7 separate regions of the Mus musculus genome follow, and all the other regions are linked to region 5. The links are chromatin contacts, called in public HiCAR-type, HiChIP or PLAC-seq and promoter capture Hi-C maps. All regions are on one chromosome and are shown on one strand. Each heading gives the region's core, a stretch centred on a gene start, on an enhancer-like site or on the middle of the called end of the contact. The rest is flanking DNA. Distances are from core to core; before and after follow the strand shown.

The links. Promoter capture Hi-C pulls out the DNA fragments that hold promoters and counts their contacts. HiCAR-type assays count read pairs that join an accessible place to other places. HiChIP or PLAC-seq counts read pairs in DNA pulled down with a chosen protein or histone mark.
Region 1: a contact with region 5 is called in a promoter capture Hi-C map of stem cell-derived epiblast-like cells, with 2.5 times the contacts expected there. The contact joins the enhancer-like site here to the promoter of Gls2 in region 5. A contact is called at or near these places in 5 of 39 promoter capture datasets (the C10 cell line, hippocampal neurons, liver and 2 more) and 2 of 115 datasets of contacts at active chromatin or transcription factors (forebrain and pancreatic cancer cells).
Region 2: a contact with region 5 is called in an H3K27ac HiChIP or PLAC-seq map of embryonic stem cells, with 3 times the contacts expected there. The contact joins the promoter of Pip4k2c here to the promoter of Gls2 in region 5. A contact is called at or near these places in 3 of 39 promoter capture datasets (the C10 cell line, liver and pre-B cells) and 2 of 115 datasets of contacts at active chromatin or transcription factors (both in embryonic stem cells).
Region 3: a promoter capture Hi-C map of liver shows a contact between it and region 5, with 5 times the contacts expected there. The contact joins the promoter of Inhbc here to the promoter of Gls2 in region 5. A contact is called at or near these places in 8 of 39 promoter capture datasets (cranial neural crest, hematopoietic stem and progenitor cells, hippocampal neurons and 4 more), 1 of 484 Hi-C or Micro-C datasets (liver), 1 of 115 datasets of contacts at active chromatin or transcription factors (embryonic hindbrain) and 1 of 9 other capture datasets (pancreatic islet).
Region 4: a promoter capture Hi-C map of embryonic stem cells shows a contact between it and region 5, with 2.4 times the contacts expected there. The contact joins the promoter of Shmt2 here to the promoter of Gls2 in region 5. A contact is called at or near these places in 13 of 39 promoter capture datasets (the 3T3-L1 cell line, the C10 cell line, cranial neural crest and 7 more), 2 of 484 Hi-C or Micro-C datasets (both in embryonic stem cells), 2 of 115 datasets of contacts at active chromatin or transcription factors (embryonic forebrain and pancreatic cancer cells) and 1 of 9 other capture datasets (liver).
Region 6: a contact with region 5 is called in a promoter capture Hi-C map of pre-B cells, with 5 times the contacts expected there. The contact joins the promoter of Dctn2 here to the promoter of Gls2 in region 5. A contact is called at or near these places in 7 of 39 promoter capture datasets (embryonic stem cells, fetal liver, hippocampal neurons and 4 more) and 1 of 115 datasets of contacts at active chromatin or transcription factors (bone marrow-derived macrophages).
Region 7: a contact with region 5 is called in a HiCAR-type map of astrocytes, with 2.5 times the contacts expected there. The contact joins the promoter of Lrp1 here to the promoter of Gls2 in region 5. A contact is called at or near these places in 7 of 39 promoter capture datasets (cranial neural crest, frontonasal cranial neural crest, hippocampal neurons and 4 more), 1 of 15 datasets of contacts at CTCF or cohesin (large pre-B cells) and 6 of 115 datasets of contacts at active chromatin or transcription factors (astrocytes, bone marrow-derived macrophages, craniofacial prominence and 3 more).

Annotation. Positions count from the first base shown.
Region 1 is chr10:127,574,698-127,578,744 of GRCm38.p6, forward strand. Lrp1 (low density lipoprotein receptor-related protein 1) reads right to left here. Exons shown (of 89, transcript NM_008512.2): 21 at 3,835-4,017; 22 at 3,291-3,491; 23 at 2,113-2,358; 24 at 1,743-1,940; 25 at 587-791; 26 at 257-421. Among named protein-coding and RNA genes, the nearest start is that of Gm16217, 19 kb to the right of the region's middle. Within about 2 kb of position 1,809, at least 44 of the 459 cell types and tissues checked have an H3K27ac peak or open chromatin away from gene starts, as enhancers often do. A contact at or near this core is called in liver, pancreatic cancer cells and stem cell-derived epiblast-like cells, where this site is marked.
Region 2 is chr10:127,209,355-127,212,890 of GRCm38.p6, forward strand. Pip4k2c (phosphatidylinositol-5-phosphate 4-kinase, type II, gamma) reads right to left here and starts at 2,268. Exons shown (of 10, transcript NM_054097.3): 1 at 1,984-2,268. The coding sequence starts at 2,157.
Region 3 is chr10:127,368,724-127,372,280 of GRCm38.p6, forward strand. It overlaps Inhbc (inhibin beta-C), which reads right to left and starts at 1,825. Exons shown (of 2, transcript NM_010565.4): 1 at 1,358-1,825. The coding sequence starts at 1,673.
Region 4 is chr10:127,519,962-127,523,890 of GRCm38.p6, forward strand. It overlaps Shmt2 (serine hydroxymethyltransferase 2 (mitochondrial)), which reads right to left and starts at 2,483. Exons shown (of 12, transcript NM_028230.4): 1 at 2,327-2,483; 2 at 957-1,154; 3 at 377-456; 4 at 10-210. The coding sequence starts at 2,359.
Region 5 is chr10:128,192,191-128,196,210 of GRCm38.p6, forward strand. It overlaps Gls2 (glutaminase 2 (liver, mitochondrial)), which reads left to right and starts at 2,445. Exons shown (of 18, transcript NM_001033264.3): 1 at 2,445-2,717. The coding sequence starts at 2,536.
Region 6 is chr10:127,264,949-127,268,852 of GRCm38.p6, forward strand. Dctn2 (dynactin 2) reads left to right here and starts at 1,314. Exons shown (of 14, transcript NM_027151.2): 1 at 1,314-1,586; 2 at 2,466-2,534. The coding sequence starts at 1,551. Gm40800 (a long non-coding RNA gene) reads left to right here. Exons shown (of 2, transcript XR_872171.2): 2 at 419-796. It also overlaps a transcript of Kif5a not described here.
Region 7 is chr10:127,619,462-127,623,349 of GRCm38.p6, forward strand. It overlaps Lrp1 (low density lipoprotein receptor-related protein 1), which reads right to left and starts at 1,687. Exons shown (of 89, transcript NM_008512.2): 1 at 1,157-1,687. The coding sequence starts at 1,226.

The DNA.
Region 1 (4,047 bases), core at 559-3,058, 620 kb before region 5:
TCTAGATTTCCTTCCCAGGGCTACAGTTGGCGTTTGGAGCTCCAGGGTGAGTTAGGAAAAGGCACCTTCTCTTTGCCCTGGGCAGGCAGAGCCCTCAGCAGAGGACACGGGGTATGAGAAGAGCGGAGGGTAGATGGATGACTGCAGGTTACAACCCTGCTCCTTCTCATCTGTCAGTTCCCCTCCCCCCATCCTCCTCTTGGCTTCATCTTTCTTCATGCTGGTCCTGTCCCTCCCCTGCCCGGATGCTGCTGACCTAGCATCAATCCAGAGGATGCGCTTCTCCAGGTAATCCACGGTGAGCCCGTTGGGCCAGCCCCCAGAGCCTGTCTCCCGGTGGATGGTTCGGCGGCCAGCCCCACTCATGGACGCAGCCTCGATTCGTGGCAGGCTGGCATCCCAGTCTGTCCAAAACAGAATCCTAGGGAGGGAGGGAGGAAGGGAGGAGGGCCAAAGATGGGGTGGTCACACAACAGATAAGCTGGGGGAGTCAACAGTACCAAGAAGACAGGTGTCCCTGGCCAGGCTGAACACAGAGCTACGGAGCGGGGGTGGGTAGGGGGTGGGGGTGGGGCAGAGTCCTTACCCATCCCGAGGGTCCAGAGCGATGGCCCTCGGGTGCTCAATGTCACCCGCCAGCAGAGTGGTTCGGAGGGTTCCGTCCAGCTTGGCCACTTCGATCTGGTCCAGGTTGCTCTCCACCCAGTAGATGTTGCCTGCAATCCAATCTACAGCCAGGCCCTCTGGTGTGGCCAAGCCATACTGAATCACCACCTCAAAGCTGGTCAGGGCTAGGAAGAGAAGGTTGCAGGTGGTTAGAGACTCCTGGGCCGGGGCTTGGCGAAGGCATGGATCTCAGGGTCCCTCAATGATCCACCTTCACCCTGACACCTCTGCCCAGAGAGCTGAAGGGCCTGGCTCCCACTCTCCTCTCCCAGGCCTCTTTCCTCCTGGGAGGTAGGTGGGAAAGGGGGCTCTTGGAGGAGGGGGTGAGGTCAGCCACTTTGAGTATGTACTGTTCTGAGGTGGGGTAACCTGGGCAAGGAGGTCAGGGCTGATGGAAGCTTCTGGGAACATGTTTGGACATACTATAAGGATGATGGAACGTGCTAGAAACTACCCATTGAATGTCCTGAAGACACTCTACACTAATGTGTCCGTGTGTCTTATTATTTTAGAAACTGTCATGTGACGACAGCTCAGTTTACGTAACTATTCTCCTGAGGACGGACATTTGAGATGTTTCCAAGTTTCTTTTATAATAAACAACACAAACTCCTCTATTAAAACATGTCTCTTGCTTGCCTCTGCTCAGGGACCCTCCCTGACACACAACTTAAAACTATCTGTCTTGATCACTGCTGTATCCAGCGCAATAGATGCTTAATACTGAGCCTGTGTAGCTCAGGCTACCCCGAGACAGAGGTGGTCCATCCCTACATGGCATTTTCCTTCTAAGCCCAAAATTCCAAGACTGGGGAACCAGGCTTCAGGCCGTTCCAAAGAAAGGGTGATCATTTTGTTAATTATCAGGCAGCAGCAATGCTTACGATAATTACGGGGCATCAGGCTCTGAGACCCACAGCAAAATCCAACCCAATTAACTGGGGGAGGGGGGGCACACGGGGGATGGGCAGCCGAAGCCTCAGCTCCGGGGCCACCTGAATCTGGGCCCGTGACCCTGAGTACCCAAGTGCCATCTGTGTACAATCCTGGCAACTCTCCCAGGCCCAAAGAGTCACCTCCGTTGTCCAGGAGTTTCCCACGGTAGATCTTGTCCTCTACCACGTCGGTCCAGTAGAGGGCACTCTGGCTGAGGTGGAAGTCCAGGGCAATAGTGTTGCGCAGGCCAGGCACTAGGACGCTGTAGTCCCCCTTGTGAAGGTCAATGCGCCTGATCTCGTGGCGGTTGGAGAAGATGATGAACGGTTTGAAGGGATCTGGAGGGAGGCAAGTGTTCAGGTCAGCGAAGGGCTTAGAGCCACTCACTGTGCCACCCTGTCCTGGGATATACATACAGCGTCCCTGCTAGCCCTGGCCTTCAGCCCACTGTAGCTCAGGCGCGTGACCAGGCCTGCTTGGCTGGCTCACCTTGACCCCACTGCGTCTTACCCAGACTGCGGCAGCTTTCCCCGTCAGGCTCCAAGACCCAGCCCTCGTAGCAGGAGCACTTCACACTGAACTTGTTCTGGTCACACTTCTGGCTGCATTTGAGGTGCTTGGCACAGTAGCTCTGGATCTGGCAGGTGTGGTTGTCAGAGCCCAGCTCCATGCCCAGAGGGCAAGAGCACACGATGCCTTCACCAGGGGCCACTGAGCAGTTGTGACTACAGCCACCATTATTCAGAGAACACTGGTCTGGGGGACAGGAAAGAGATAGGGTCAAGATCTGGGAGGAAGCAGGACATGGCCCTGCCAGGCCTTCACATTTTTTTTTATCCTGTTCTGAGCCCCGGAGCCCTAACCACAGCTCAGCCCTGCTGAGCCTCTGTCTCCTTCCCAGTCTCTCTTAGGATCAGGATTGGGACACTAGAACCTGACACCCAGGACCATCATCCTTTTTCCTTACCCCTGTGTGCTCTCGATGCCCTCACGTCGATGGCTGGGACCTGGGCATTTTGCCTCCTCTTTGGGAGGATACTCAGGTCAAGGCCCTTTCTTTGATCCCTCCCGATTCACGTGTGACACAGGGCAGGGTGCAGAGGGGAATGCCCTGACCTTCCCAACACGCCCCACGGTGGCAATTTCTGGGCCAGCCTCAGATGGCTGTACCCTTCACTCCTCTTTCCCAGAAGTCAGATGACTTGTTTGTTCTGGGACGGTGTGGTTTGCTCAGATCTCCTCGACCCTCCTCACTCATTCTGCACACGTTGCCCATTTCCGGGAACCCAGTTAAATTCCCTCCTCCAGAAGTCAGCTCAAATCATGCCTCAACCCTGTGCCTCACCCCCAGCCTGGCCTCCCTTTTCAGTGGTCTGACTGAGGGTGTCTGACCCAGGTCAGGAGTCTTAACGGCTCCCTCCCTGCCCTGCCTTCAGAGTGGGATGGCCCTGGATTAGTTTATTTAAGGGCTCTGTGCTTCTTCTTCCTCAGTTGGTGGCAGACAGTGGCTGTCTACCTGGGCCACTTTGTAAAGTAATTGTTACAGGAGTTGTCACCTCAGGCAGGGCCAAGGCAAGTCCTAGGTCAGTGCCTCCTCTGCCCCAGATCATTTCCTATAGTCCTACCCTGGACAAGACCTCCCCTCTCCCCACTGCTGGGCAACCCCAGGCCCTGCATGGGCGCCTCACCACAGAGCTCGCCCTCATCCGAGCCGTCTCCACAGTCATCCTTGCCGTCGCACAGCTTGTCAGGAGGCAGGCAGACAGAGGTGTTGTTGGCGCAGGGATGGGAGGGTGGCCTGCAGGCCAGGGCCTCACAGTTCTCCTCGTCGGAGTTATCTTCACAGTCGCTGTCGCCATCACACACCCACGCCTTGCTGATGCACCGGGCTGAGGGACCAGGATGGGGACAGAATGAGGAACCAGGCCTGGAGAGTGGAACTCACTGTGCCCTGCCCAGACCCAGCTAAGAATGTCTTCACTGAAGTGCTTAGGAGCCCACTGTAAACCTTGAAACCTTTTCTGTCAAACCCACACAGCTAACGAAGAAGGTGCAGAACCTGCAGAAGGTGCCGGTGCTCGATTCTGGCCAGGGTTTGGGTTCCCGGGGTCTTTCATACAGACTCTGGCTCTTTCTTGCCCTTTCCTCTACATAACACCAAGCCACTGTTACATCCTCAAGATGGCCTCCTCCTACTCATGAAGCTCCCCGCCCTGCTCTGCCCCCTCTCACCGGAGTCCTTGCAGCCAAACTTGACATTCGGGTCACAAACATGGGTCACGCCCTCACAGCTCTTCTCATCGCTGGAATCCATGCAGTCGGTGTCCCCGTCGCAGCGCCACCTCAGGGGGATGCACAGGCCATCTAGGCGGCACTGGAACTCATCCGAGTGGCAGCCACCAGGAGGTCTTGTAGCTGGAGGACAAGGGCGGGGGGTGGGGTGTG
Region 2 (3,536 bases), core at 1,018-3,517, 980 kb before region 5:
AGGTGTAGAGAGTTAGTGGGACTCTGAGGGGCTGACAACAATGCAGAATGCAATGCCCCTACACTCTGGGTAGCGCCATACAGAAAGGACACTTCCAGATCACTCTGACCCAGTTCTCAGCAGTAGGTGCCACCTGCCTAGGCGAAGGTGGAGGGAGAAGGGCTGATCTCTGAGAAGATGAACACGTTAGGCGTCTGCTCCCCGGGTGCAGTTCAGTCGACAGCAGGAAGGATGCAGGTGGGATGCAGGAGGCATAAGCTCCCTGCGTCTCCAAACCTTGCAGCCCACTCACTCAGGGGAGACTCTTATCCGTCCTTTCTCATCTGTGTTACTACAACCCCTGTCCCCCGCTCGCGCCTCTAACAGTACATCTGCACAAAACTTTAATCCCCAGCTTATATTAAGTCCCTCTCCCTAGCTTTGGGCTCTGCAAGGGCAAGGCCCCGTCTAATCGGCACCTTGCAGGTTCAGCTAGTCTAGTGCCTGGCACACAGTGGTCCTGAACCGCTTATTAAGTGAATAGACAATGCCTGTCCTCATTTTCTCACTTGACAAAGGTTGCAGTCTAACCTAAATCCCACATGCCACAGTGCACGCAACTGCTCTTGTCCTCGGTAGGAAAGAGGACAGAACATATTCCTTCAGAAAGAAAAGAAAAAGAAAAAGCTACTTGAGAGTCCCAGCCTAAAATTCAGCTTTTCCTGCCTGCTCCTTACCACCTGCTAAGCACGCTGAATCATCGCTAAGACATATGTTCAAGGAGTTTCTCTGTTCTAAATCTTGAGGTTCATGTGTGCTGGCTGGAAAGCGAGGTGTTGATGGTATTTTGCCTAAAGAGCGTGAGGTAGGTCTTACGGGAAAACCCTCCCCTGTATGTACATGTTCCACGGGGATGGGTAAGTCACCTGGAAGGTACTAGGGCAGCCTTATCTCCACTAGTCTTACCCACAGCAAATGCCTTAAATGGAATCCTCGCTAAAGATAATACCCCTGAGAGCAGCCAAGGCAGAAGGGAGCTAACTGACCGCCAGCGATGTTCCAATCAGAACATAACAATGTGGCCTCTTCCTCGCCCCCTCACACCTCCACAACACATCATGTCTACAACCCAAAGAAGTGGTAATCAAAATAGTCCCTGTCAAGCTCAAGATAACTGCATGCTTCCTACTCCCGACCTAAGTAAGGAGAAAACCAGCCATGCCTCACTAGCCTTGGTTCCTCCACGATATCCTCAGGACAGGAGGTGCACTGGGCCCATCGGTCTCAGTTGCACTGTTCCGAGCCCCTTCTGGCACCTAAAGTCCACCAATAACGTCCTTGCCACCACGGCTCCTCAACCTTTCCCTGGTTACAGGTGACTCCATTTATAGCAAACACCATCACTCCAGCCAACAATGGGGACACAGCTAAGCCCAAAGACATATATTAGCATTTCGACCTCAGAGAGGGCATCCCTAGGGTAGAGTGGGGTAACTTCTCTGAAACGCTGAATCTCTGGAAAGGGCATGCAGGGTTAGAAGGTCCAAAAAGCCTAGAGGCATTCCCAGAAAAAGCCAAGGTTCGAAAGTCAAGGGCTGGGGCTCAAAAGCAAGGTGGAGAGGAAATCAAACTACTTCTCTGGCCAGGCAGTAGTACCCAGACACGCTTCACGCACTGTCGCACCCAGACCTCACCAATAACCCTTCAGAGCCACTCCCCTTAATGTCCCTCTGGCTGCAGCCGGATCCTGGCCAGTCCCTGTAGCCTGGGGCTGGACCTGACAGGAAGGAGTCAAGGAACAGAGCTGGATATCAGGTGAAGATGGAACTCTAGGGGAGGAGTAAAGGGGAAGGGGACAGACAAGAGTCTCCACCAGAAGCCACCCCGGGGGACACCGGGGAATGGTGCGCTGGGAACCAGGCCGGGCGGGGGAGAGGCGGCAGCGCGAGGACCCGGATGATCCTCGGGCCAAGGGGCAGGAGCCGGGGTCCCGCCGGTTCTTACCGAGTGAGCGACGCCCCACAGGAACACGCCCACCAGCGGGTCCGCGGCCCGGAACACCTTCACTTTCTGCTGTACGAAATGCTTCTTCTTGGTTTTGGAGGCGAAGCCGAATCCCGGGCCGGGGCCTCCAGCTGCCGCGGGTGCGGTGGCGGGAGGGACGGAGGAGGACGCCATAGTCTCCCGCGCACCCGAGCGAGTGGAAGCGGGAGCTAGCCGCGACTCCGAAGCCCGACCCGGAAGCGGTGCTCACCTGCGCAGCCGTCATGTGACCGGAGGCCCGCCCTCAGGCGCGCGAGCGGGGCGGGGCGGGGCCGGCGGGGATGGCTCCACCCCCTCGGCTGCCGGGCGGTCACCTGGCTCGGGTTGCACTCACAAGGATGCGGGGTTGGCGCTGTGCAGGGCGGCGCTTCTGTCGCTTCCGGTTCTGTCCAGTTTCTAGTGGATGAGCTCTGTCCGTAGGCGAACGTTCTGTTTGAGACCGGTCTCCTTGCTTAGTCCAGGCTGGCTTCAAACTTGCTATCCCCTGCCTCATTCTCGGTATAAAGTTTGGGTATTACGGAAGTGAGGATTGGTCCTCCATGAAGTTGGGGTTGCAGACTCCATGAAGTTGGGGTTGCAGACATGACAAATTTAAATATATACATTTAATTGTTCTATGTATATAGGTGTTTGGCTGGCACGATGTAAGTTCAGTGCCCCGGAGGCCAGAGGAGGGCGTCGGATCCTCCGAACTGAAGTTGTGGGAGCTGGGTGTCAAGTATGGTCCTCTGGAAGAGCTAATGCTCTTTTTTTTTTTTTTTTAAAGATTTATTTATTTATTTACTATATGTAAGTACACTGTAGCTGTCTTCAGACACTCCAGAAGAGGGCATCAGATTTCGTTACAGATGGTTGTGAGCCACCATGCGGTTGCTGGGATTTGAACTCAGGACCTTTGGAAGAGCAGTCGGCGCTCTTAACCACTGAGCCCTCCCTCCCTCCCTTCCTCCTCCTCCTCCTCCTCCTCCTCCTCCTCCTCCTCCTCCTCCTCCTCCTCCTTCTTCTTCTTCTTCTTCTTCTCTCTCTCTCTCTCTCTCTCTCTCTCTCTCTCTTTGTTTTTTGGGTGTTTGTTTGTTTGTTTGTTTGTTTTGTTTTGAGACAGGGTTTCTCTGTATAGCCCTGGCTGTCCTGGAACTCACTTTGTAGACCAGGCTGGCCTCGAACTCAGAAATCTGCCTGCCTTTGCCTGTCAAGTGCTGGGATTAAAGGCATGTGCCACCACTGCCCGGCTAAGTCATGTCTTCATCTTCTGGAAATATGAAATTTTAGGTCATGGCCCCAAGTTGATTTTTTTTTTTAATTCGTTCATTAATTCATCTAGTCAACAGGTATTTACTGAGAACATAATTGGAAGCCACTACCATTTTGGGGCTGATTCTCCTCTGGTTGAAGCAAAGGAAAAATTCTACCCTAGAGGAATTAAAAGTCTAAAGACGCAGACTAGCCAAGGAGAAGGCTGCAGTATTAAGAGATAAGGACATGCCGGGCAGTGGTGGTGCATGCCTTTAGTCCAG
Region 3 (3,557 bases), core at 575-3,074, 820 kb before region 5:
TGGGATGCTAAGGCAGGAAGATTGTGTTTGGCCAGTCAGAGCCAAACTTGGGCTATGTAAGGAGACCCTGTGTCAAAAAAAGAAAAAAAAATCATGTTGAAATCAGAATCCCAAAGCGACAGTATCAGGAGGTGTTGCCCGTAAAAGGACACTAGGTAATGAGGGTGGAGTGCTGGAGAGGGGATCCCTGTCCTGTTAAAAGACACTTCAGAGAGTTCCCTTGTGTCTCTCTGCCACGGAAGATGCAGAGGGAAGAGAGTCTTCCTGGACAGGAGCTGAGCCCTCTCTATTTCCTGCTCCTTCCTAGTTCTTGCCATTCTAAAGACTTTATATTATATATTAACCCATTTAAGTCTCTAAGCTATCCTCTCATTATCCTCATTTACGAGTGAGAAAACTGGCTATTAACTACCCAGGTCACTCAGCTAATAAGTGGCTCTGAAAGAATGGGAGCCCAGGCTCGATGGCTGCATAATTTGTGCTGGGTCGTGAGGGGGAAGAAAGTAGGTGCCAATCAGTCAGGGGAAAGCGGCTAGGAGCATGGTGTGGCGCGTGGCACCGTCTTCCAGACCAGAGAGCGAGTGAGCTTGCAATAGCTTTTAAGTCTTCTAAGTTCTCATCTTCTCTCCAGCTCTCTCCGCTATGGAAGTAATTCTTTCTTTATCTTTTATCCGTTGTTTGTTTGTTTTCTAGACAGAATTTCTGTGTGTGGCCTTGGCTGTCCTGGAACTTGCTCTATAGATCAGGCTAGCCTTGAACTCAGAGACCCCCACCTACCTCTGCCTCCCCAGTTGAGTTCTGGCATTAAAGGTGTGCGCCACCACCTCCCAGCTGTAGGCCTGAATTTCTTTACCCTTATCTTTCACACCTCTTTCTGAGTTTTTATTTGACATTGTCTGATGTGAGGACCTGAGGTGCGGAGAGATGTTATAATCTTGGTGTCTTACTTTTTCTCTCTTTACAGACATGGGGTATTCTCGAGGAAGAGGAGGTGATTGATAGATCCTGGAGTCAGAGAAATCACAAACTGCCCAGTAATCGACCCTTGGCCTGGGGACTGGGCAGGCTCACACAGGGAGGGTTATAGATTGGGGGGGGGGGGGGCGAGAAAGAGGAGGGAAGGAGAGAGAGAGAGAGAGAGAGATTTCTAAAGAAGTGAAACCAACAGCTCCCAGCTCCCACCAAGTGAACCTGACCTAACTTAGAGAACCTGAGGCGTAGGAGCCCCCGGGTGCGCAGGCGCAGAGTGTGCAAGCAGGATGTTTTTGGCGAGGATGAAGTCAGAAGCTAACTAGGGAGGAGACTTTCTCCTTCCTAGGGTCAGGTTTGGGGCCAGAGCTACGGACCATGGACCTACCTGTGTCAGCAAAGCTGATGATCTCATATTCTTCTTGTCTCTGGTCATGCTCCAACAGGGTTTCCCGTCGAGGCCCGCGGAGGCGCTGCAGCGCGGTCTTGAGAGCCCCTCTGGACACTGGCCGACTGAGTATGGGGCGCTGGCTGAGGTGCAGCTTGTCCAGGATACTTTTCTTGGCCAAATCGAGAAGCAGCTCCCGCTGGCTCTCCAGGTCAAAGATGGCACCCCAACATGCTGGGCATGGACCCTCAGTTTTGGGGTTCACTACTGTGGTTGGAGTCAGGAACAGAAGAGCCAGGAGCAAGGAGGAGGCCATTGCTGGAGGATAGCCTCCTTAAAGGACCCAAAGCCTATATTCAGGGTCTCAACGGGAGTGGCTTCAACTCTGTCCTGGGCACCAGGGACCCTGGGAGGAATGTGACTGACCTCCGACTGGCATGACTCCTTTTTGTCAGAGATACAGCGGCCAAACATCTGGCGTGAAAAATGAAGCCAGTTCAGGTGGAACTTGGCAGTATTCTCCTGTAGCCAGTGAAAGTACAGAGGGGGTTGTGTGGATTGTTTGAAGAAAGAAATGTCTGCCTCTTGCTTCTGTTGGGAGATTGTTAGCCAAATGAGCTGCCAGACCAGGGGACAAAGGTTAGAGCCTTGCTGTGAAGCCTGGGGGAAAAGTGTTGTGAGCAGCGGTTACTTCAGGGGCTAAGGCTGGATAATCACCAGAAGTCAGGACTTAACAGTCTCAAAAAGAAAAAAAAAATTGTGACTTTTTGTGTGTGCATGGTGTGTGGTTGAGTCAGATTTGCACTCAGCTTGGGTTTACTTTGATCTTGCTATATAGTGGAGGTTGGTTTTGAACTTCTGCATCTGCTTCTCAAATCTGGTCTCACAGGCATGGACTACCGTGTCCAGTTAAGAGGCTGACTTCTTTGTTGTTGCTTGCTTGTTTGTTTTTGAGACTGGATCTCATGGTGTAGCCCTGACTGGCCTGGAACTGGCTATGTAGACCCTCCTAGTCTTGAACTCACAGAGATCTACCTGTGTCTGTCTTGTAAGTGCTGAGAATAAAAGTATATGTCACCACACCTGCTTAAATGGTGACTCTTAAAAAAAAAAAAAAAAAAAAAAGAGGCACTTTAAAGTTTCCTCTTCCTCGCTTCTCCTCCCCACTCCTCCTTCCCCTCCTCCTCCACTTCTCTTTTTCTTTTTCTTTCCTTTTCTTTTCTTTTCTTTTCTTTTCTTTTTTTTGAGACAGGGTTTCCCTATGTATCCCTGGAATTAACTCTATAGACCAGGCCACCTCTGCTTCCCAACTGCTCGGATTTTCCTCCTTAGGGCTTTCAGCCCAACCTTCTTTGTTAGTTCAGGTTGGATTCTGCCCACTAAGTCACAGTTACCATCTGAAAGTTAAGGAAAGGGGAGAGAAAAAGAAATGTCCAAACCAGATGTTCTTAGTGTGTCCCGTCAGAAACATAGGTGGGCGTGTGAGAACTGTTGAGAAAACAATAGGTTTGCAAGCATGTCAGTTTCTTTGGTTGCAATTTACCAAATGATTCTAGTTTCCCCAGATAGCCTGCAAGGCTGTTGGTGATCAACAGTCCTCTTTGCAGAGCCTTATTGAATACAGAGGCCAAGAGCTGACATGGATACAAAGAGTCACCGTGGGTGGTTACATGTTAATAACTCAGCTGGAGAGCTGCTGGAGACTAGGAGAGCCTCTGGGCTGAGCTAGAAGACACAGGATTGCAGGAAAGGGAGAGGACTATCTCTCAATAGATGGAGAGATGGAAATATGGGCCAATGGACGTCTGTACAAGCGGGAACTGTGCTGAGCTGACGTTGTGGGGGATATTCAGGAGTTCTCTGACTATTGGTCCCTTGATGGTGACAAGTTATCTAGACCATCCACCACAGTGTTAGTGTCTGTGTTAGTGACTGTGTAAAGCTCCAACCCTTCTCCCTTAGTGTACTATGGTCACCCAGTTCATGACCCTGATCTTCCGTCTTTCCTTCCTCCCTCCCTCCCTCCCTTTCTTTGTTTTAAAAGATTTACTTATTGTTGTATGTAAGTACACGGTAGCTGTTTTCAGACACCCCAGAAGAGGGCATCCAATCTCATTACAGGTGGTTGTGAGCCAACATATGGTTGCTGGGATTTGAACTCAGAACCTTTGGAAGAACAGTCAGTGTGCTTAACCACTGA
Region 4 (3,929 bases), core at 1,233-3,732, 670 kb before region 5:
CATACTCACTGGCCCCCATCGGGCAGGTCCAACCCCATGATTCGATCATGAGGCTGCAGAAGGGCCGTATAGGCAGCCAGATTGGCTGGGGACCCTGAGTATGGCTGCACATTGACTCCCCACTGTGCCGGATCCAGGTCAAAGGCTTCCAAGGCCCGGCGCTGGCAGAGCAGCTCGATCTCGTCCACCACTTCCGCTCCTCCGTAGTATCTGCCGTGGAAGACGGACCGTACGTAAGGGCGCAGAGAGAGCACCCTTGACCAGCAGCAAAGGACTGGGCAGCCGCTGTTCAGTAAAACTAACGGGGCTCAGGGAGGTTCCGCCACTGGGGTTGCCATCCCTGCTGCTGCCCTCCAGCCCTCTGGTCTAGCCTCACCTCTTGCCAGGGTAACCCTCCGAGTACTTGTTGTTGAGACAGGACCCCAGGGCCTCCAGCGCAGCTCGGCTGCAGAAGTTCTGGGGTGGTGGGGGGGCAGTGTCAGAAGGCAATGGGGTCTCCCTTCCCCTGGATTCCCACGGCCCCGCCCCTGCCAGAGCCCACAGGCTGCAGGGGTGAGACGGGATACGCCAAAGGCTCTGTGTTCCTCGCCAGACATGGGGCGGGACCAGAAGCAACATTCTCAGAAACTCGGCTGCCATGACGGGTGGCCCCAGTAGGGCCGCCTGTCCACTCAACCCGTGCTTCCAGGTTCCTCTTTCTTCTGACGAGAGAAGGAGGTTAAGGAAGAGATGAGGACGCTACATGGCTCTAGAAGCTTCCCAATGCTCAAGCCCCATAAACTGGTCCTGCCTTATGCTTCAGAGGACAGTATAGAGAAGAGGGAAAAGGCCCAGGAAAAAGCTCTTTTGAATCTGACAGGGAGGCGTGGAGAAGTCACTACCGTGACCGCAGGTGACGTGGTGTTCCCTGCGCGCACCGTAGCTCGCGCTCTTTGACCCATATCCTCACGTCCTACCTCTGAGGCGATGAGCTCCAGGCCGCGACACTGTCTGTCCTTCTCCCTCTGCAGAAGCTCCCACATCTCAGGGTCACTGTCTGATAAACTCTCCTGGCCCGTCCAACCTCCAGCTGCTTCCCCAGCCTGCGTCTGGGCCACCTTGCTGTGCTGGGCCCGGGCAGCCATGCAGACCAGCTGACCACATCTCTGCAGAGGCTCAGGGCAGAAAGGCCAGGGTTAATTAAAAATTGTCCAGATCTCTTCTCCCAGCTGCCCTCAGTCATGGGTACAGATCGAGCCCTCTGGCTAAGTACGCAGCCTGGTCCGGCCAGCAGTCAGTGCTCTCTACCCCCACTTTCATCTTGAATAGCAAGTTCTAGAGTCAAAGGTTCAGATCATTATCCAAAGGGCAGTTTTGGTCAACTCTAACACAACGCATCCCTAATCACCCTGAGTGACTCTGCAAAGTCACAGAGCAAAGCTTGTGCCCCAGAAGCCCATGTCCCTCCAATTCAGGTGAGAGACACTGCGATTCCAGAGTCTCCCCACACACAGGAACAAAATGACCATCCTAAGGTCCTGGCTGCTCTTGTGGGGGACAGCGGTTCATCTTCCAGCACCCACAAAACAGCTAACAACCATCTGTAACTCCAGTTCCAAGAGATCTGATGCCCTCCTCTGACCTCTGTGGGTACCCAGGCATGCACGCAGTGCACACACAGTGCAGTTAAAATATTCATAAACATAAGAGGTGGACTTCCTGCAGGGCCTCCGGACATGAATACCTCCATGAGAGAAGATACCAAGCTAACAGGGCTTAACACCAGAGGCTTTTAAAGGGTGGTTTCCAGAGCAACCTTTAAAAAGTAGGAGGATAGACTTTTAAGCAGTTCTTGGAAAGAGTTGTGTACTGGCGGGAGTTGGGGTAGGCTGAAGGTGTTTGCCCAAAATCTTAATTTTATCTCACACTCACAGACACACACACACAGCACCTCGCTACCTCCTTCCTGCCCACACAGCAGCAGGACCCTTGCGTGATGAAAGTACTGAGGCTCGGTTGCATCATCTCCATAGCTCAGAGCTGGCGGGAAAAATTCAACTAGCGCATCGAAGCCGGGAACCCCACTTGTTTGCTAGGATATTGTTAACACAGCGTCTGCGGACCTTTACCTTAAGAGTCGTGTCAACTGGGTGACTACAAGACCCTACCTAGGTCGTCTGATCGCCAGAACTAGGGGCCCAGCCACCGCACATGTGCTGTCTCAGGGATTTCCTGGTTAAGCATCTGTTCCCCGAGGCCCCAGAACACGTGCAGCAAGGAGCCAGGAGAACCCCACTTTGGGTGGGCCTTTCCACTGATCATCCAGTAAACAGAACCCTGTTCTTACCCGAGTGGTCCGAAGCAAAGAGAAGGATACCATCGCTACAGGAGGCACAGGAGGACTAGCCACTAACTCTGTATCGGTGTAGTACCGGGGTCGAAAACCAGCTGCTCTTAGAACGCGTGCGCGAGAAAATTGCCCCCGTGAAGTTCGAGTGAAAGAGGCGTTCCCTGCGCATGCGCAGTACTGGGTTTTTTTAAAAAATTGCCTTCTGGGAATTGTAGTTTTTTACTTTGCTCTTTCCCATCTATACAAGTCCCGGTATGGAGAGCTTTGCCTGAAAAGTTCTTAGACTTAAAGCTCCTCCATGTCCTTTCTTGAAGCTCTTCAGAGTTTCTGTTTTGTTTTTCCTTCCGGTTTTCCAGGCAAGCGCTTTTTGGTTTGTTTGTTTGTTTGTTTATTTTCGTGTGGTTTATGCCTACCAAGCATATCTAGCATATGGTTCTCAGGGAGATTTAAAACATATTTAGAAGATAAATACACACAGTGAAAGCAGATATAGTTTGAAAGGGTAAAAGACTCAAATCCTTGCTTTAGGATTACAACACAAAGTCCTCCGTTTCTTCCAATGTTAAACCATGACATTGTCATTCCAGTACTAGGGAAGTGGAGACAGAGAGATTGAAAGGTCAAGGCTAGTAGCCTCAGCTACATGTGAAGTTAGAGGACAGTGGACCTCAGATGAGCCTGTCACACTTTGCCCACTCCAACACAAAGAGCTTGTAGAAGGGATTAAATGAAACTTCGCATTCGGACGCTGGCTCCGGTGGGTTGTCCTCTTCCCCTGACTCACAGCCTGCCTCCTCTGTGTCTATCCAGCTGTCAGGTGAGAGCAGAGTAGCCATCCCTCCTCTTCTCACACGGTTTGCATTCGTTTCTTATTTACATCTCCCTTACTCCCCAGCAGTCGCCCACTTCTTTTTTTGTTTTTGTTTTTTTTGGGGGGGGGGTTGTTTTGTTTTGTGTTTTGTTTTTTTGTTTTTGTTTTTGTTTTTTGTTTTTGTTTTTTGAGACAGGGTTTCTCTGTGTAGCCCTGGCTATCCTGGAACTCACTCTGTAGACTAGGCTGGCCTCGGACTCAGAAATCTGCTGGCCTCTGCCTCCTGAGTGCTGGGATTAAAGGCGTGCGCCACCACCGCTTGAGGACATCTTCTTAAGGCCTCTGCTCAGAGACACACAACCAAACCTCTTGGGGATTCCAGGAAGCAGTGGTTTTGAGAACCATTGGCCTCTGATAGCCATTTTATACCTTTACTCATTCAGTAGACATTTAGCCATGCCTTAGCCCTGGAGACACAAGGGGCTCACTAATAGTGACCCAGACAACACGAAACACTTCACTTTGTTCTCTTATACCCAGATAAGAGGGAGGGAGGGAGGGAGGGAGGGAGGGAGGGAGGGAGGGAGGGGGGGAAGGGGGGAAGGGAGGGGGGAGGGATGGATGGAGGGAAGGAGGGAGACAGAGACAGAGACATAGCCCTGTGAGTCAGGTTTTGGTGGTGGTTTTTGGGTTCAGTTTTTTTGGGGGGAGGTGGGGTGGAGTTGTTTTTTGGTTTTTGGAGACAGGGTTCCACTGTATATCACTAGCTGTCTTGGAACTCTCTGTGTA
Region 5 (4,020 bases), core at 1,195-3,694:
GAGTAGTCGGGTGCTCTTACCCACTGAGCCATCTCACCAGCCCCAAGAATTATTTATTTAATGTATGTAAGTACACTGTCTCTTCTTCAGACACACCAGAAGAGGGCATCAGATCCCATTACAGATGGTTGTGAGCCACCATGTGGTTGCTGGGAATTGAACTCAGGACCTCTGAAAGAGCAGCCATCTCTCCAGCCCCCAGAGGTAGTTTTCCTCCAGTTGTTAATTCAGTTGTTAATTTTGGAGGAGAAAGCTTGTAATCAGAGATTTCTGTCTAATTTCTGGCTCTGGGTTATCTTATGCAAGTAGTCTTAACTTTCTTTTAAATAAAAGCTTAAAAAAAACCCACACATTTAAAAAAAAAACATGCATACATTTATCGGGGGCTGGAGATATGGTTCAGTGGTTAAGAACACAGATTGCTCTTCCGAAGGTCCTGAGTTCAAATCCCAGCAACCACATGGGGGCTCACAACATCTGTAATGAGATCTGACACCCTTTTCTAGAGTGTTTAAAGACAGCTAGTGTACCTATATATAATAAGTAAATATAATGTATATAATAATAATAAATAAGTAAGTAAATAAATCTTTAAAAAAACCAGCTGGGCGTGGTGGCACATGCCTTTAATCCCAGCACTTGAGAGGCAGAGGCAGGCAGATTTCTGAGTTGGAGGCCAGCCTGGTCTACAAAGTGAGTTCCAGGACAGCCAGGGCTATTCAGAGAAACCCTGTCTCGAAAAAAAAAAATCTTTAAAAAAACATAACAAACAAAAACCCCCACATTTATCTAAGTGTGTGGGGGGGTTTCATGAGAACCATTGTCTGAGTAATTATCAGGTTTGGGAACAAGAGCCTTTACCCAGTGAAGTGTCTTGGTTCCAATTTGGTTTCCTCTTTTCAAAACAAACCTAGTAACTGCTTCTTTGGCCACTGCTAGGGGAAAATAAACTAACTGGTTGGCATAGCATACACATGCAATAATAGTTGTTAATATAATTCCTGCTAAGTCAAAGTGCTGTGAGGGCTGAGGTCAGGTGAGTGAAAGCTTTCGAAGCCCACGCTGGCCTTGGACTCTTTCAGATGACGTTGAACTACTGACCCACTTGTCTCCACATCCCTGGCGCTGGGACTCCAGGAATGCTGACCACCACATTTTTAATTCTCCTAAATTTTGTGCATTTTCTCCACTACAAACCAAGACCACACCTTTAATCCCAACACTCTGGAGCCTAAAGTAGGTGGATCTGAGAGTTTGAGGTCAGGCTGGTCTAGCTCGTAAGTTCTAAGAGATACGGAGAGGCCAGGTCTTAAAACTAAAAACAATTGGGGGAGCACGTATATGTTTTGTGTTTCTTTGCTTTTTTGTCGTGTGTGTGTGTGTGTTTGTGTGTGTGTGCACGCGCACCGGCATGCGTGTGGTGTTGCACACCCCTGCAATTCTAGCACTTGAGAAGTTGAGGTAGAAGGTTGGCCACGAATTCAAGGCCAACACGGGCTACAAACTGAGTACTACGGCAACAAGGGCTATATCTCAAAGCCCTGTTTCTAAAACAACAATAAAAAAAGATTTCAGCCGGCCCAGCACTTGGGAAGCAGAGGCAGGCGGATTTCTGAGTTCGAGGCCAGGCTGGCCTACAAAGTGAGTTCCAGGACAGCCAGGGCTATACAGAGAAACCCTGTCTGGGGGGGGTGGGGGGGGGGAAGATTTTGAGTTCACTGGCTTATTTTAATACGTGAACTTTAGAGAAAGAGAACTTTAGAGAGAGACTATAAGTCCTCCGCAGCCACCAAATGACCTAAGAACCTGGGCTCCATGACGCCTAGCAATGAAGCGCGGCGGGCTGCTTCTGGACCGTCTTTCTGTCCACTCAGCGCCAGCGCGCATCCGTGATTGGGGTGTTTGCAGCCCGCACCGCCTGCCTGTAAGTGTGCACTGGCCACCCCTGGCCTTCGAACATGGAAGGTCACTACGTGGCTCCCGCATCCCGCTCGCTCTCATCTCTCTTTGAAAGTGTGGCGTTTTCATCTGCACCAGAGCACTCCGTCGTCCCCAGCCCTGGCGCGTTTCCACGAACTCCGACTGCGCAGAGGCCGATCCTCTCCCCGCCAAAGCTCTGACGCGCGCCGGTGTCCCGACTGTCCCAGCCTCCCGCGCCTTTCCCCGCCTCCCAGCGTTCCTCCTCCTCAGTGATTGGACGCGGTTCCTGTCCCTTTTGACTCCAGACCACGCCCCCTCCCCACCCAGCCGCCTCCAGCTTCTCCTCAATCGAACCCGTGGCGCTCCTGGCTGGAGGCTGTGAGGGGACTATGGGTGTACCTGCGGGATCCGAGTCGTCCCGGACTGGCCCCTCCCCGGACCCCAACCACTCCCACCGGGCCGGTCCTTCCCCCCCCCACCCCCCCCCCGCAGGCTCCACTGGCCCCAGGACTGCTCCCGGGCTCCTAGTCTCGCCCGCCACTCTTCCGCCCCTCCCTCCTCGCCGCCGCTCGCACGTCTGGAGCGCCCGGGCCGAGCGGGTGGCGCGCCGGGGGCATGCGCTCCATGAGGGCTCTGCAGAACGCGCTGAGCCGCGCGGGCAGCCACGGTCGGCGGGGAGGCTGGGGTCATCCGAGCCGGGGCCCGCTTCTGGGCAGGGGCGTCCGGTACTACCTCGGTGAGGCCGCAGCGCAGGGCAGGGGGACGCCGCACAGCCACCAGCCGCAGCACTCGGATCAGTAAGGCTCGCGGGACAGGGGCAGGGGACAGGCTGGCTCCCACTCCCACTGTCGTTCTCGCTAGCTCCCTGGGAGTCCCCTTCCCCAGAGAGCGAGCGCATCTCATCTCCTCTCCGCGCTCACTAGCCTGCGATGCCTTTTCCTTTAGATGTGGGGCTTTGGGTCCGCCGCGCTCGGGCGGTCAGGTGCTGTCCGCCGCGCTCGGGCGGTCAGGTGCTGTCCGCCCGGGAGGGCGTTTGGGCAGGTCGGTCTTCGAGATGATGCCTGTCCAAGGTGCGTACTTATTTGGGAACGCAGATGGGCGCGGAGTGTTGCTTGGTGCACGTGTCTGAGTGCAGGGCCGAGTGCACACCTGCCCATCCCCAGCCTCTCTTCTCTGGTCCCAGTATTTTAGGGAATTTTGTGGATATCGAACAGCTTCCTGCCCCAGGTCCAAGTGCGCTTGGGTCTGACTGTGTGGGGTTTCTTGTCTCTGCCTGTCGTCAGTGGGTAATGTGCGGTGTGCGTCATTGCTGATGCGCACGTAGGTGCGTATGTGTCCGGAGTGTTTTTGTAGCAGAGCTTAACCGTGGAATATCTTATATGCTGGCAAAACACTGATAATCAAGTTTCCAACTTGGTTTTGGAATGCGTTGATTATTCATAAATGAGAAAATTGTGAGACAGTTCCTAAACCAGTCAGCTATTGCGTTGCTCTGCCTCTCTAAATTGAAGTGTTTTTCCCCTTTGGGGCCATCTTCAACCCAGGAAGTCGACCCCCCCCCCCCCAGCATACATTGCCCAGGAATGCTTAGTAGCTGGGCTTTCTCTCCAGCCCCAAGAGGAGTGTTTTCAAAGCATGAAATTTGTTATCCTCAGACATCCAGCTGGACGTTGTCCTGGTAGCTCCTGCCTCATTATGGCAGTATAGGAAATGGACCGTTTTTTCCCTATCATATCAGCTTAGTGATATTTAGAAACATATGCACACCATAATTAAATGAACCAGACTGACACAGCAAACTACCTCAACACCAATAAATATGGTTGGGTAAGCAAATACCATTTGCTTATCCGTTCCCTTGTAAGACCTTTGGGGTGAGGAGCCAGAGGCATCCCTGAGTCCTCCTTACGCATCACAATTCACTGCAGTATGTGACAGAATTGTGTTGTTGTTTGTTTTTTCAAGACAGGCTTTCTCTGTGTAGCCCTGGCTGTCCTGGAACTCACTCTGTAACCCAGGCTGGCCTCAAACTCAGAGATCCATCTGCCTCCACCTCCCCAGTGCTGGGATTAAAGTCATATGGCACTACTACCTGGATGT
Region 6 (3,904 bases), core at 64-2,563, 930 kb before region 5:
GTAGCACGTAGTAGGTTTTCTATTTGTCTCTCACCTCCCATCCCAGCCCCAACCCCCTTCCTCCTTCTCCTCTTCTGTTCTTGTTTTGAGACAGCTGGAGCTACATAGAGATTCTGGGACTCACTAGACCAGGCATGTGCCACCACACCCAGCCTTTCCTTCTGTTTTAAAAATGGGTCAGTGAGATGGCTCAGCAGGTGAAGGGGCTTGCCACACGACTGAGTTTGATCTGCAGGACCCCCATGGTGGGGAGAGAAAGCAGATGCATAACAGCTGTCCTCTGATCTCCACGTTCCTGTGTGCGCGCACACACACCACACACACAAAGAAACAAATTAAATTAAATAATTGGGGTTTCTATTGTCATGCATTGATGTGGCAAAGTAAGAGGATTAACCATACTGTATCTCTCCTCCAGAAAGATTGGTTGCTGACTGGACACAAAGCTACTATATGTAAGGTCCTGAGTTCAATCCCCAGCACTGAAAAGTGAGTTCCAAGCCACCCTGAACTACAGTTTGAGACCTGTGTCAAATTCCTTCCTCCTAATTTCTGGGGAACTATTAATGAAATTGATGACCGTCATGGAGAGTTCAGTCAGACTGTGAGCCAGCGCTTTTTCATTTAAGATGTCCAGACTTTTGAAGAAAAAAAGAAGAAGAAATAGCACCCTCAGACGAACTTGGGTTTCAGATTATTATATGCATATCAGAAATATAAGAAGCATGCTTATACTAACAATTGTTAGTTGTTGACCTGAAATTAACTTCAATAAAAAATTGTTATTATTTATTTATTTTATGTGTATGGGTGTTTTGTCTGCATGTATGTCAGTGTACCACGTGTGTGTCTGGTGCCCTCAGAGGCCAGAAGAGGGCACCTGGTACTGGAATTATAAATGGCTGTGAGCCACTATCTGGATGCTGGGGATAGAACCCAGGTCCTCTACAAGAGGACTGTGCTCTTAACCCCTGGGACATCTTTCCAGCTCCTGAAATTAAAATTTAACTAGGGTCCCTCTATTTTGTCCAGAAGCCCTAACCTGAAAAGACGGCCTCATTTTTCTATTCTTTAAATGTTTACTAAATCTTGCTATTGTTTACAACGTGGCGAGCTGTGTGGTTTCATGTAACCAATCTCTAGGTTTTCTAAAGCAGGAATTATGAAACTCCTTTCATAGACTATTAAGAACGAAAGGAGATAACTGTATGCAATAGCTCCCTAACGTTGTTATTGTCGCTTCCAGCCCAAGCCCCAGAAGACCGGGACTACATATCCCACAATGCTAGGCGGCGTCTCCTCGCCATTACCTCATTCCCTGTCGCTCTCACCAATCCCAGCCTGTCCAGGGGTGTGGTAGCCGGCTGTCCTCGCGACTTTTGCTGTCCCCCGCCTCCTGCCGGCCTGCTCCTGTCGCGAGACTTCCTGCTCCTCCGCCGCTCCCCTTATCGTCGCCTTTGCTGGGGACCCGGACCCAGCCTCTCCCCCACTCGGTCACCAGCCCCGGCTCCTCCGAGGCCTCGGTCCCCCAGCCCCGCCTCGCCGCCGCCATGGCGGACCCTAAATACGCCGATCTCCCCGGCATTGTGAGTACAGGGCCGGGCCCGGCTCCCCAGACCGCGCCCCCGACCTCCCGAGGACCCCCAACAGAAGCCAGCCCGCGACCCCTCCCGCTGGCAGCCCCCTAGCCCCAAGGGTCCCCGCCGCTCGCCCTTCGACGGCCGCAGCACCTTCTGGACTCCAGACCCGACTGGGCCGGGCCGTTGGACCGCGTCGGGCCCTTTTTCTGGCAGTAGCCGGTTTCTCCGCCCAGAAATCGCCTCCGGGCGCTTACCACTTGAGCCCGAATGTCTGTACCGTCCATGTCAACAGTGCCCTTGTCGCCCCAAATTTCCCGATTGCCCGCCCCCGCACCCTGACTCCAGCCGAACTCACCAGGCCACTTGGTGGCCTTCATCTTGCCAGGGAAGAGGTTACTGTTGCAGAAACCTTGTGCCAGTGGGGAGCTCTGTGCATTGCGAGCACCTGTGTGCTTGCTCCTCATGCACAAGCCGGCATGTACCCTCCGTTGATGCTGTCCTCTCTGCATTCTCAGGGTTGGGGGCGGGGGGTTGGCACACCGGACCTTGAGAACTAAGGTCCTGAGTCACTCTCAACCCTTGTACAGTGATGTGCAGGGCCTAACTCAAGAAACCCTCACCAGATTAGGACAAGATAATTACCAAGGACTGGCCTCTCAGCCATGTTCAGGGTAGCATCTTTCTTTCACTATGGACGTTTTATCCCAGATCCCAGTTTGTACCTGTGGTCATCCCACTGGATGAAACGGACATAGAGTTGACAGGGGAGGTGGAGGGCGGAATCCTTGAATGACAGTCAGGTTTTGCAATGCCTTGTTCAAAGGAAATGGGATAAGGGATGAATGCTGGGTAATGAGTCTGGGTGGTCACCGCTTCTCCCTGCAGGCCAGGAATGAGCCAGACGTTTATGAAACCAGCGACCTACCTGAGGATGATCAAGCAGAGTTTGATGCGGTAAGACTGTGTGCTACCTCAGGATCCCTCTGGACTCTGACCTTTCTCCCCAGATGCAGGTCCTTTTCCTTCTCTGGCAAGCCACAACAATAAGTGGGTATGCCAACCCCAGCCTGGGTGGTGTGGAGGTCTCAGGGCTTTCAAAGGCCTTGCCCAGCAGCTGGCAGCCACCAATGAACAATGCCAGAAAGGAGAGTCGAGCCAGTGAGATTACAACTAACAAGACCTGTAAAACCCAAGTCTTATTAAATACAATTGAGATATCTCAAAGCAGTTACATTCTGGACTAGTGATTAGTTAGGCCCCAGGGTCTAATCTGTGCATTGAATTATAAAGCTTGAACATAGTAAATCGTTTAAGGTTGGAGTAGACATTTTTTTTTAAAGATTTATTTTGTTTATATGAGTACACTGTAGCTGTCTTCAGACACACTAGAAGAGAGCATCAGATTCTATTTCAGATGGTTGTGAGCCACCATGTGGTTGCTGGGAATTAAACTCAGGACCTCTGAAAGAGCAGCCAGATGCTCTTAACTGCTGAGCCATCTCTCCAGTCCGACCTTTTTTATTTTATAAGATATTTCACTCATTAAATTAAGTTCTCATTAGTATTTAGCAAGAACTTGAATTTGAACTGTAGCAGCCATTAGGGAAGGTGGAAGCAAATGACTTGGAAATGTCAGAAAACCACACGCGTGGTCAGACCAAGATCATTTTGGGGAATAACATAAATACTGTAATCAGCCGAGAAAAGACGATAGTAATATATTAAGCCTGCTCTGTGTGCTCTAAGGAGTCGGGGGCGGGGCACACACTTTAACCAGGAATTTATTGCAGAGGAAGAGATGCCCTAAAGGAGCCCTTTTACATGACTGTTAGACTGTGTACAGGAAGTATAGGAGTTAGCATACGTATAGGTAACATAAGAGAAAGCCCAGGGTGAATGAACAGCAGTCAGTACAGTCCTGGGGGTACAGAGGTCCAGCGATGGCCTCTATAGATTGTGTTTTATTAGCTCCACAGCAAACTGGGCTGAGCTAGGCTGGGCTCTCACTGATGCTAGGAGATCTCAGTGGAGGCGTGGCCAAAGTCATGGGGACCTTGTCAGCAGGCCCAGTGTGTGTGTCTGTCAGTCCTGTGGCCGTGTCTGTGGGGCTGGTTAGTTGTGAGGAATGTTGGCAGCTGCCTTACACTGGCATGGCTTGGCGTGCTCACTTATTCCTTATCTTGTTCTCCCGTGTGGAAGTGCTTCCTACACAGTGGGAATAACTTCCTGTCCCTTCCCTCCACAGTGTGCTCCTGGTGGCTTCTGTATCTGCTGGCATGTCAGTCTGCCGATCCCTCTTCCCACAAAGCTTATTACCTGGGGAT
Region 7 (3,888 bases), core at 437-2,936, 570 kb before region 5:
CCTCAGTGAGAGGCAAACCTGACAGGAAGTCACAAAATCTCACCCCTTCTCAAGTTAGGGACCCAGCCCAATTCAACCCCATGACCCCAGCGTGAAGCCTGGGCAAGTCTTGAACTGGGGACTCATGGAAGAGGAAAAACAGCTGACAGAAATAGGGACGAGGGGCATGCAATTCCCCCAAAACAACACAGCAGCCCAAACCTAACTAATATACAAAGTGTATGTATGAAGTGAGACAGGGCTGGGCTTTACACATTTACTAAATGAGCAGGATTGGGGGCATGGTCATAACCCCCATCCCAACCTCCAACTCTCCTTCCAACCCAAACTGTGATCAAGCCTGAAATCGGGGAGACAGAGCTTCCTCTGAACCCCTCCCCAGCGTTCCAGACCATTCTCCAGTCTCTTCCAGAATGATGACATCTGACGTTTTTCCTCTCATCTTAAAGCTCCCAGGAATTAAGAAGGGAAAGCCAGCCATAAGCGTCACCAGACCCCTCCATCCCTCAACCGGGCTCCTGACTGAGGCCCTCAGCGGGGAGCTGCTCACTTCGGAACCCAGGCAGGCAGCCCAGGATTCTGGACCCGGGCCTCCATGCCTGGGATGCAGGGCTCATTCCACACCCAAACAGGGGGCCCTGCCTATCCCCACCCACAGCTTTCTCGGCCTGCCTGCCCTTTGGCCAGCAGGGCACCCCTAGCCGGCTTTGCCTTCCAGCCTTCAGAGTCCACTGCAAAAGGCCCTCCGCCCCCTTTTGCAGCGGTACACAGCAAATCCGGATTCCTTCACAATTCAGATGGGGGTGGGGGGGCGGGAGGGTGGAGGATGTAGGGGAGGCAGAGGCCCTCCCGTACCAGAGATAGGAAGAGAAGGCCTCTTAATCCCAAGATCAGAAAAAGGGGGAGCCCTCTTTTCCTACCCAGGCCTCTGGTCTTTGTCTGAGCTGGGGGGCCCTGGAAGCATCATTTGTCCCAGGCTCCCATCCCCCAAATCAGACCCCATCCCCGCCCCCAGTCAGGCCTCTGCTGTGTCAGCTGGACTGGGATAACAAAAGGCACCCCCTCCCGCGTCTCCCTTCCCCATCCAGACGCAGGAGTGGGGGTTGGGGAGGGGGAGCCCCCAGGGGTCCATGGGGGCCGCCGGAATCTCACTCACCATCCATAGTGGCCCCGGAGACCAGAGCTGAAAGCAGCGGCAGCAGCAGCAGCAACGGCGGGGTCAGCATGGTGTGGGCCGATGCAAACAGCAGCCCCCACCCTCTGGTCCTGTTACTTCTTGTCCTCGCCCCCCCCAATTGGGGGGTCCCCCTTTATCTTCCTCTCCCCGACTCTTCTATTCTTATCCTTTCCTTAAGCAAAGCGAACCAGGGGCATAGGTGAAATGGTACAGTTCCGAGCCCCCTGGGAAGGGCCTGCTGACGCGGGTGCGCCCCCTGCCCCCAAATTCGAACCCTTCACCCCTGCTTTACTCCTCGCTCCTCTCCCCCTCCCAGGGCGAAGCTCACAGCCCCATCTCGGAGCCGCCTCTGGCTGCAAAAATGCACAATTGGGAGGAGGCGGGGTGGGGGGTGGGGGGCGTGGACCCGATGGGGGTGCCTTGGTAGGGGCCTGATGGAGCACTAGGGGCTCCCCCGTTTCCGCCTCCTCAGTGCACTGGCCTGGAGCTCGCACCGCTGCTCCCCTGACTGAAGTGCCGCGGGGGGGGGGGGTGGGGGGGAGGAGGGAGGGGGGTGTTCAGAGGGGAGAGGGAGGGGACAGGGAGAGGAGGGAAGGAGGGAAGGGGCGGGGAAAGAAAAAAAGAGGTGGGGGGGGGGGGAGAAAGAGCTACGCGGCAATCCTGACAGTGCGCATGCGCTGATTTGGCGCGCTGCCCTGGGGAGGGGGAGTCGGAGGCGCTACAAGCTTTGGAGTTCTGGGAAGCGGTCCGAGAGTGGGAGTCCCCGGGCACCCTGTCCTCTAACTGCGTCTACCTCATCCCAGCGCTCCCTAGAGCCGGTAGAGCCAAGGGTGGGAATGGGGTAAGGGGCAAGGAGAGCTGCGCTCTAGTGCCTCTTTAAAACTCTATGTCACACCCCAGGATTTCAGATCCCCTCAGTGGGGTCCCGAGCCGCTGTCTAGGCGGAGGCCTGATTTCCTTGGGGAAACCCAGACAGTGCCTCCCTAGCCTAGGGTGGGGGCAGGGGTGGCCGGTCCGCCGGGAAGGTGCGGGAAAGGCTGAGCTTTGATTTGGAGACTTTGTAAGAACCGGTCTGGGATTGGGGCCTGCGTCCTCAGGAGGCGGAGTGAAGGAGTGGCCACATGGACCCGCCCCCACCTCGCTCCAGGGCTCAGAGTAAACAGGGACACCCGCGGGGACACGCTGCAGCTTGTCGGCCCGCCTTGGGCTCAGGGATGGAGCCCACCTTAGTACCCGCCCAGCCCTGCTCGCCTGGCACGGGGCGCAGGAGAGGCAGGCTCTGGTTTGGAGAGAGGTGACTCACCAGAGGGTGGGGTTGGGGTAGAGCCATCCCCTTTCGCCCTGAGAGGTCAGGCTCGATTTTTTTTTTGTTTGTTTGTTTTGTTTTTGATACCTTCTGACTGGCCTCCCACCAAGTCAGGGTTTCAGATGCCAAACTACAGGGAGTTGGAATGAAGGACTCCAGAGCTCCGCTACCAGACACCAGTCCTAGGGGGCTGTGTGCTGAGTGCCGGACCTTTGTCCCCAGTCTCAGTCGGTTTGGGAACGGTACTCTGGAGTCCAGAAAGCATCGGGCGGTTCCTAGGGCCGGCGAACGTGCTTCCGGCCACTGCCCTCTTGTGGGCGACGTTTGAAGACTGTAACCCTTAGTGTCTGACTTTCTCTGTGACCTGAAGTGAAAGTTCTGGAAAGCTCAGCAGGCGACATCCCTGGCTAGAGATGAACTTTAAAGACCAGGGACCAGTACACTAACTCCACAGGAGTGACCCCCACACACACTCCAGCCTGTCACTGGCAGAAAATAGACTTGTCCATTAATGACTGAGAGCCTTTCTTCAATGAGAGCTTATGCGGCTCACGGACAGGCTAACTGTATAGTCTCCCAGGCTGGACTCTCAGGATCCATCTTTCCTCCGTCCAGTTTCCAGCCTGTGCTCAAGTAGAGGCCTGATGTCTTTCTTCCTTTTGAAATATACTGAAGGTTTCCTCCTCCTCCTCTTCCTTCTCCTCCTCCTCTTCTTCTTCCTCTTCTTCCTCCTCCTCCTGTTCCTCCTCCTCCTGTTCCTCCTCCTCCTCCTTTTTTTTTTTTTTTTTTTTTTTCTAGCACAGGGTTTCTCTCAGCAGGGGTGGTCTGTTATTCTTTTATCCAGCTTCCATGGCCTAATACAGTGCCAGGCCCAGGCATGGAGTCACTAAATATTTTTAGTGGATGCTCACAGGCTTCTGCTAGGTCTCCACCCAATATTGTGGTCCAAGCAAAATCTGGTTGAAACTGACCTCAGGCAACGTTGACAGGGAAAAAAAAAAAGATATCAATAGCTACCATGCAGCTTGTAGCCTGAGAAGGCTAAGAGCCTGCCGCTTGGCTTACACAGATGAATCTTCTTCCTGACCTTCTCACCTCGCGTCTCTTCCATGGACCTGTCCTGGGTATTTCCGATAACACTCATCCTTTTATTCTTTGTCTCAGTGGCTACCCTTCAAAACAACAACCACATTAAAAAAGAAAAGAAAAGAGAAATGAAGAAAAGAAAAAGGAAGAAAGAAAAAAGAAAGAAAGAAAAGAAAAGAGACGTGGGGCTGGAGAGATGGCTCAGAGCTCTTGCTGTTCTTACTAAGGTCCTAAGTGTCCAGCACACACATTGGGTTGGCTCATAACTGTTTGTAACTCCAGCTCCAAAGGGTCTGATGCCTTCTTGTGGCCTCCATGG